Linked DNA regions of Triticum aestivum: region 1 is linked to region 2. A link is a contact called in public Hi-C data. All regions are on one chromosome and are shown on one strand. Each heading gives the region's core, a stretch centred on a gene start, on an enhancer-like site or on the middle of the called end of the contact. The rest is flanking DNA. Distances are from core to core; before and after follow the strand shown.

What was found. Hi-C and Micro-C count contacts between places; a contact is called where the count stands out from the background.
Region 1: a Hi-C map of leaf shows a contact between it and region 2, with 5 times the contacts expected there. The contact joins the promoter of LOC123189465 here to the promoter of LOC123189458 in region 2. A contact is called at or near these places in 2 of 5 Hi-C or Micro-C datasets (both in leaf).

Annotation. Positions count from the first base shown.
Region 1 is chr2A:566,687,955-566,692,445 of IWGSC CS RefSeq v2.1, reverse strand. It overlaps LOC123189465 (indole-3-glycerol phosphate synthase, chloroplastic), which reads right to left and starts at 1,386. Exons shown (of 10, transcript XM_044601888.1): 1 at 1,136-1,386; 2 at 788-1,057; 3 at 504-680; 4 at 11-85. The coding sequence starts at 1,315. LOC123189464 (protection of telomeres protein 1b) reads right to left here. Exons shown (of 10, transcript XM_044601887.1): 5 at 4,469-4,491; 6 at 3,795-4,073; 7 at 3,633-3,709; 8 at 3,481-3,539; 9 at 3,072-3,227; 10 at 2,176-2,917. The coding sequence ends at 2,693.
Region 2 is chr2A:565,892,815-565,896,841 of IWGSC CS RefSeq v2.1, reverse strand. LOC123189458 (F-box protein At5g39250) reads left to right here and starts at 1,573. Exons shown (of 2, transcript XM_044601877.1): 1 at 1,573-1,828; 2 at 3,165-4,027. The coding sequence starts at 3,253. The coding sequence ends at 4,005. LOC123189459 (pentatricopeptide repeat-containing protein At4g39952, mitochondrial) reads left to right here. Exons shown (of 2, transcript XM_044601880.1): 2 at 1-791.

The sequences.
Region 1 (4,491 bases), core at 137-2,636, 800 kb before region 2:
AACTACTAACCTGAAAGAATTTTGAATCTGTAAGAACACTTAAGCATGCTGCTCCATTTTTCTCGTACGCTTGAGCGATCTCGACCTGTTTATGTCCCAACAAACATTAGTTAGTTTAGGTGCATCTGCGCTTCTTAGTTGGTATTACAAATGAAGAGCAACAGCACCTCCTTCAAGAAAAAAAAAACAGTGTATGTTTGTGCTAGTGAATGTCAACAATGTAAGTCCCAATAACAGGGAATAGGCAAATCAGGTGGATGGTAGGTAGTCAAATAACTAAAAGGGCAAGCATAGTTTGATATCTCTCCCTACAGTTGTATGACCCATTAATTGAAATAAGTTCACATACAAGATAGTATCGTCGAAATGGTAGTTTATGCATTCAATATAAATCACATTCAGTGAGCAGGTGAACTCCAATAAGGCGATAACATACATGACCAAGAGACTGCACAGGCTGCCTGCACCTAATTTCAGCATCACTACTCATCCCATAAACTCACCGGTTCAAAATTCTCCCTAAGAACCCCCCGGCTTGGCGACCCCTTCTTCACCTCCGCAATCAGAGCGGGCAGAGCAGTCCGATCGTAGGACGCTTTCAGCGCAGCAACAAAGTCCCTGGCCGGAGGCGCATTGTCCAGCGGACCTTTCAGCCTGTACAGGGGCATTTTCTCCTTCATCTGGCGAACACAAATCAGCCAGAGCACGAATTTGGCATCACATGAAACATCACTTTGCACAGGGCAGCACAAGCACAATGCTCCGGAAGTCCAGAACATCATCGTACCTGCCAAATCTCAACGTCCTTGTTCCAGACAATCTTCTCGAGGATGTTGCGCGGCGTGTTGCCCTCGTTCTCGAGGCGGAACTGGAAGGGGCCCACGTGGTGCACGGACGGGCCCGTGACCGGGCGCCTCCGGATCTTTATCCCGTCCAGCCCCTCGATGCTGGCGGCGGGGGCGTCCGCCGCCGGGGCCGGGGCCCCGTTGTTGCCCAGCTCGGTGGCTTCGACCGCCGCCGCCGTCTCGGTCTGGTCCGAGGTCGTCGCCACCGCGTCCTGCGCGGCATCCAGACAACCAATCAGTTATGAACTCTGCCTTCCACGGGGATACGCGGGAGCAAGTTGGCGACTCACCGTCTCGGCGGGAGTGCAGCGAAGGGGCGCGGCGCGGGGGCCGTCCATGTGAAGGGCGGCGATGACGCGGCGAGGGAGCTTGGAGGTGGCTAGGGCTTTGGGGCGGCGGAGATGGGAGCAGCGGGTCGGGGGTGGGGGGCCTGGACGTGACGGCGCGGGTGCGGTAGCGAGCGCCTCCATTGGAGGAGGTGTCGGGATTTATGGAGGGAAGGGGAAAGATGGACTGAGAGAAGGTGGAGGTGGGGGCACGGGCGGCTGCTTTCCTGGCGGGGGCGCGGGGCCTCAGCCTCGCTATCCTATCACTTTCGAAATTCTTTAAAATTTCAGCTTTATCCTAAATTAAATTAATTAAGTTCAGTTTTTCCTTTTTAAAACTTCAGATTTATTCTTTAAACATCATGGCAATACTAAGAACACAAGAATCAATAGAAATTACTATCACCTAGCAACGACTAGAAACACTGGAGCAAGTCGAAGGTGCGCCGCCGTCATCACCCTTCTTTACTGAATAGATCGGAATTTTTCCGAAAAAAAGCCCAAAGAACCAGCGCACCAGAACAACAACCATCACCGATGAAGAGAGATCGAAAGGATCCAATAGACCGGATCCAAACAAAACGACCGAAGACAAACACCAACAAAATCCCGCAAGATCCACCGAATACACCTCCACACGCCTTCCGATGTGCACCGCCGGGACGGAGGCTAGGCCAGAAGAACATCACTCCATCTTTAGTGAGCCGTCACGCCTCGCCTTTCTTAGCAGGACACAAACCCTAAAGAAATTAAAAACACCCACCAAAAAACAAAGCGGGAGCCCTCCCACCTGTAAAGACCGGGATCCACCACGCCTCGATGGTCCTAAGGCCAATGTAGATGAAGCAGATCGACGGCGGAATTTTAAAGAGTACAATTTTGACCTGGAACATATCGAAATTTTCGGTTAATTTTAGAGAGGGGGTACAATTTAGTGGAAGTTGGCAATTCTCCTAACAGAGGAATTAGTTGAACACAGGGTGATCCAGTCAGTGCACGCAAAGTCGAGCAAGTATCCAGCAGCATGACATAAAACTCAACCGCACTGATGGTGTGAAACTCAGGACTATCGACTAGCTTTGATTTCCTTTGCCTGCACGCTAAGAAAGCAAGTGACCGGACCGTCAACACCACGACTTGGCCGTCAACGCCGTGCCGTGCGGCGAACCCAGCGCCTCCGGCGGGAAACTGCAACGCGCTTTCGTCCAGGAAACTCCTCACGTTTCTTCCCCACGACACACACCAACTAAGCTAGCGCCGTCGACTTCGCGACTTTGGGAGGAGCACAAGTCATACAGGACTCACACTAGTGACCACTGACTAGTGCCATCATGCCATCGACTGCACGAAAACTGCACCAATCCAGTAACAGCAACAGAGTGGCTCCTCCAGTCTAAGGAACAAACAGCAGCAACGGGATGACTGGTAGTGCCAACTCAGGCAGACCACTCTGTCCGTACACAGTGCCGTCCCCGAGGTGGTTCGCCAGGTCGCGGATCCGTCGATCGCCTTCCGCCTATCTCAGTCCCTGATCTCCGTGCCGAAGATCCGATACCGTCGGCTGCCCCAGGGGTCGTACTTGTCCAGGCGGTACGACTTCAGGCAGCACCATACCCAGGGAGGGTTCCTGCCCCCGCCCCCGACGATGCCTTCCTCGGCATCGTCTTCTGGCTCCGGGACGCCCAGCAGCCTGTTCATCTTTCTGGTCAGCGCCGCCATCGTGAGGAAACCGCCGAAAAAGCTCACCTGACATTCATAAGATGAACGCAGGCTTCAGAAAAGGCAAGCATTTTCTCAGGCACTTGTGGCTTTCACAAAAAACGTAGTTTCTATAACTTCTGAGAACGAACATTGGAGGAGGTGAATTGTAAACTGCAAGGCTGATGGCTTAACATCTTACCGCATCGTTCTTGTGGACGTATGCATGGATTCTTGCCGTAGGATCCTCAAGAGTCAGCCGAAGGCAATAATCACCCGTCAATAGTGAATCCAGCTCTTTGCCTTGACAAGGGTATGCCGCCACCACACGGACCAGGGTTTTGAATTTGTGCGTCACCTGGCACATAAGATACAGAGATATCGTTGCCGGCATTAGTTTTCACTTTTCAGAACACTTCTAGGTTAGTGTTGATTATGAAAAGCAGCATTGGAAGAGACACCATCACTGCGATCCTATTGAAGTGAACATTTTCTCACGATGAAGATAGAGTCCGGTTCTTGAAAACTTCAAGGGATAAACTAAAACCAACGCAGCAAATGAAGCTGACGAACAATTGACAAAAATGTTGCAATTGGGAAATGAGTATTACCTGTCCATGGGTGAGCGACTCCATTAATGTCGTGTAACCTGCTCTCTTGAACTCCACATCTGATAGAATTGGCAAATATCACATGGCAGGTCTTAGCATACAACAGATGGCAGCAAATCTGCATCACGTAATTATCCGGTTATGATCCATACCAGTAATATCAGAGGCCATGTGGAGGCTAGCCATTGGCTCTCGATGAACTTGGGTGGCAAAACGACCATCGTACGCCCTGGAGTTATTAATGCACTTGATAAACATTTTTCCTAAAGGAAATTTAAGATGCACTATCCATCCATGAGAAAAGAGAAGATTACTTCAAACGTTCAATGACACCGCCATCTTCATTAGATAAAAGACGGATTCTACTAGAAGGCAGCAAAGAGCCTTTCCACATGCCAAACTCCTGTTTGCAAGTAATATTGCAGAACCGGGCCCAGTAAATATCCTTTTGCAAGTGTAGTATTTCCTTGGAAAATCTGTTTGAGAATACCCTCAGGACAGTTCCAACACAAGGCAGTGTGCATAGAACCTCCCTGGGTAGCGGCGCTTCTTCAGGATGCAGAGGGGTTGGTGTAACTGCTTCCGTGTCCAAACTACAAGGTCGCCAAGAGAAATAACAGAGGCACACAATTTAGTTCAAAAATTGAACAGTGAGATTAGCATATGCTTTATGAGAAATCAAGTCTATTTGCTCCTATGCCCAAAGTTTGTCCAAACTACAAGGTCGCCAAGAGAAATAACAGAGGCACACAATTTAGTTCAAAAATTGAACAGTGAGATTAGCATATGCTTTATGAGAAATCAAGTCTATTTGCTCCTATGCCCAAAGTTAAAACAATGTTATATTCCCTTCAAAACAACCAAACGAAGGCCCTGATAAATATATCAAAAGCACTATTGCCATCCTACCTTTTTTTAGACAGACTTTATTTGCTATCGCATGTTGGTGAAATAGAACTTAAACAATAATTAGAGATTCTAACCCTACAGTGTCTGAAGCTCAGTTGCAGG
Region 2 (4,027 bases), core at 324-2,823:
ATCTTTTCTTCCTATTGTACCAAAATTTTCTGAACACCACTTGCTACCGTGCCCCAAGACTTCATTTGCCTCAGGATTATTTGAACGTGATAAATCAACGTTAATGCTGGTGGCGCATCTGGTGGATCAACATGGAAGCACTTCAGAAGACTCGCATGAAAAAGATTGTGAATATGAACCCGTGCTGGAACGCCCAGTTTATATGCTATTGTCCCCACACGGCCCATAAATACAACAAATTGACTGGAGTTAACCTGCGTCTAAAGAGACAGCATTGGTTTTGTAAAACGGAGTGTATAGTGGTCTAGCTGGATCAGAACTCGCTCATTAGTGACATCAATTGCTCATTTACATAGAGCCTGATTCAGGTTTGGGAATGATGCATGTAAGTTTCTTCACATTTTATAATGGTTCGATCCTAAAGGCTATGCCCGTAAAGGAAGTAAACACTTCTTGGGGAAAATGCCCCTCATTGATTTATTGTCTCATCCATATGTAATATAAGAGGCAATTCTTCATGGTTCAGCCAAGGTGGATGGCATGCTTACTGAATACTGATACGTTTGCATCATAGCACTGAGCCCATGCCGCTGGATCATGATCAGTCATGAGATCTTTTGCCATGATCACAAGAACTGTTATGATGCTCCAACTGTTAATGTCAAAGCACCGTCAAATGTGAAGATGTATGCCCCACAACTCACTATTCCATGTTTACTTAGAAACTAATTGTTCTTCTTCCACCATCTCTTGCATCTGAGCCAGCGCATCAGCAGCCTTTTTTTTGTTTGTCGGGGCTTTTTTCTCTTCTACTGATTTTTGGAGGGTTTTTTTTCCGTTTGTTTGTTTACTTTTTAATTTTGGTTCCTTTCTTTTACCTGTTTATAAATCCATGAATATTTTAAAATTCGTGTTTATTTCTAAATTTGTGAACATTTTTTTTGAAATTCAGACATTTTAAAATATCCCAATTTTTAATAAATTCCTGAACATTTTTTAAATTTCATGAACTTTTAAAACTCAAGAACATTTTTTGAATCTCTGGACATTTTTTATCAATAATATAGGTTTAAAATCTGTTATTTATCTTCAATAATACTCCCTCCATAAACTAATATAAGAGCGTTTAGATCACTAGATCTAAACGCTCTTATACTCCCTCCGTCCTAAAATAAGTGTCTCAACTTTATACTAACTCTAGTACAAAGTTGTACTAAGATTGAGACACTTATTTTGGAACGGAGTGAGTATTAGTTTACAGAGGGAGTATATTTTTAATTCGTCGAAGAGGAAAAATAGAGGAGAAAATCAGGAGTAATAGCATTTTTTTAGGATAAGGGGGCCTTGTTGGGTGCAGCCGAGAGCAAGGAATGACAATGCCATTCTTGTGCCGGTTATGACGCGCCTGCCAACTTCATTTTTTTTAGACAATGCCAACTTCCAAATGGAGGACTCGACTCGATTTTTGGGCTTCAGATACGTGTGGGCGGCGGGCGCGTTAGATACACAAATCTGACCCATCGGCGCATACGGCCCAACCCACATGTGACAGCCTGGCTTCGGGATACCCCAGGTTTCTCCGACCGACACCGAGCACCTCCGGGTCCCCATTCCTCTCCCATTCCCAGACACCGATCCTGCTCCTTCCTTGTTTGTCTATGGGCGAATCTCTCCGGCGACGGCGACCTCTCTTCCCCTGCGCGTCCATCTTCCGACGTTGCCACCCCGTCGTCCATCGCTACAAGATCGACGACCGCCCCTTCATCCTCACCGGTCTCTGCAGATCTACGCCGGCGGGCCGCCTTACCGACGGTTCTTCCTAGCCACGGTGGGTTCCTTTACTTCCCTTTCTCTACACCCCCTTATTTTTTGTTCACAGCATCACCCCCGAATCCGGACAACCGCTGACCCCGTGGCTAGTAGGCACAAGTAAAATTCCGTTGAACGTTCGATTTTTCTGTTGTATATTTGAGAAGTTGGTAGTATCTTTTCTCCTTCCGAACGCTAGGTGTTTCATTACCTCCCTGGTTGTTGGGGGCAATCAATTGTAGGTTTCATTTTTCATGTTTTGGGATCATATATCAGTTTAGCATAAACTTGTACAGCTAGTATATATAGTACGTACAGTACTAGTTACAATACTTTCCATTGGCTTTCACTCAAGAAAGATTGGAGTGGTTAACGGTAAATGAATGCGTTGGAGATCAACAACATGTACATGATGCATTATCAACAAAGAGTTGGGGTGTCATGGTTCGGTTTGTGCTTTTGAGTAAACTAGATGATACCCCGCACGTTGTTGCGGGAATATTATGCAACACATTTCAGTGTGATTCATTGTATGAAACATGAATATTTGAAGCAATAATATAAAAGGCTAAAACTAAAAATACATATAATTTATTATGTTTGATTACTATATAAATGTAAAATGTATAAATAGCATAATAGAATGAAAATTCTCATGTCCGTTTGCATGTTGAGATGTGTCTTTTTTCATGCATATTTCACGATCAAGTGGCATGCTTGCATGTTAAAAGACATATGGTAGTGGGGGTGGACCTTTTCTCATGCATGTTGTGTGATGATGTGGCATGCTTGCATGTTGAGAGAAATAGTTAGTGGGGGCTAGCTATTTAGACACCATGGTGAATGCTTATCGTGGTATTGTGTCAAATCAGTTTGATCATAGCAACTACTCGTGGTAATCGGTTGGATCATTTGTTTGTGACTCAGAAACAAATATAGTTTCCATTACTGCCGGTATTATTTGAAAGCTTGTTAATCAAATTGATCATTTATTTCTTCTATCATTCTTGTGTAGTTCACACACCCAACTCCAACAGACATCACATTTCCAAATTATTACTGATCTGGAAGATGGAAGCTATTTTCTTTATGGACTACCCCTTCCGTCCCATAATGTAAGATCGTTTTGCAAGCTGTTTTAGCTTGCAAAACGATCTTATATTGTGGGACGGAGGGAGTATGTTCTAGCAATAGCCATTGGTCCATGTTCTGCTTAGTCTAGGTATACTCTTCTACGTTTATCATCCATGCAGATTCAGATTATAGTGAATTAAAAGATAGCAGTAGTCTTGCTACTTCAGTTTTTGACTGGGCATGAATTGATCAGTATTTGTTTAACCATCTCTTATTAATAGGCACTTCCGGTTCACTTTTTGGTTTGTAGCTGAAGCCTCGATCCTAGAGGGTAGAGGCATTCCATTTCCTTCAGTTCAGTGATTGAGAATGGAAAATGGATTTCCTGGTGAAGTTCTGAAGGCTGTTTTCCCTCTACTGGATGGTAAAGACTTAGTCTTTTGCATGCTTGTATGCCGCCAATGGTGCGAAATTGCAAAGGATGATTACTTCTGGAAATGCATCTGCTCACGGAAATGGCCTTCCATCTGCAAACAGCCTCCTTCTGACACAAACTTCCAAAAGCTCTATTTAACGTTCTCCAAGCCACGGAAGACAGTGCACCTTCCTGTACCTAAGCTCACTTTTGAGGATCTGGTGTTTTACATTGACATGTGGCTTGAGGGATCACTAATCTTCTCTCAAGCAGTTTCAGGCTGCATTCTTCGAGCAGGTTTACAGAACACACCTGGCGGCATACCAGATGTACTTGTTGCACATCTGAATGCCGCAGACTGCATTTTGATGATGGAAGTCAAACCCAAGCTGACAGTCCCTATGGGGCCAGCCATCACCGTGTCTGTTCTTGCCCACCGCAAGGACACCAACAAGATGACTTGCATAATCAACACGTCGAGTTTTGATTACATTGACAGCAATGCAGCACGGGCGTTGGCATATGAATATCTCAGGTTTTCGCCCAGACACCCTTTCATATCAGACATCCGGGCCTGGATGTCCTTGCTTTTCCTGTATAAAGGAACAAACTCTATAGAGGTATTTGGTATTGAACTAGATTTTTGTGATGCGGCAAGGTCCGAGCCTGAGATCTTGTGGCTCTTAGACATGCTTGATTGGAAATAGAAGCTACTCTTTAGTTGTGATT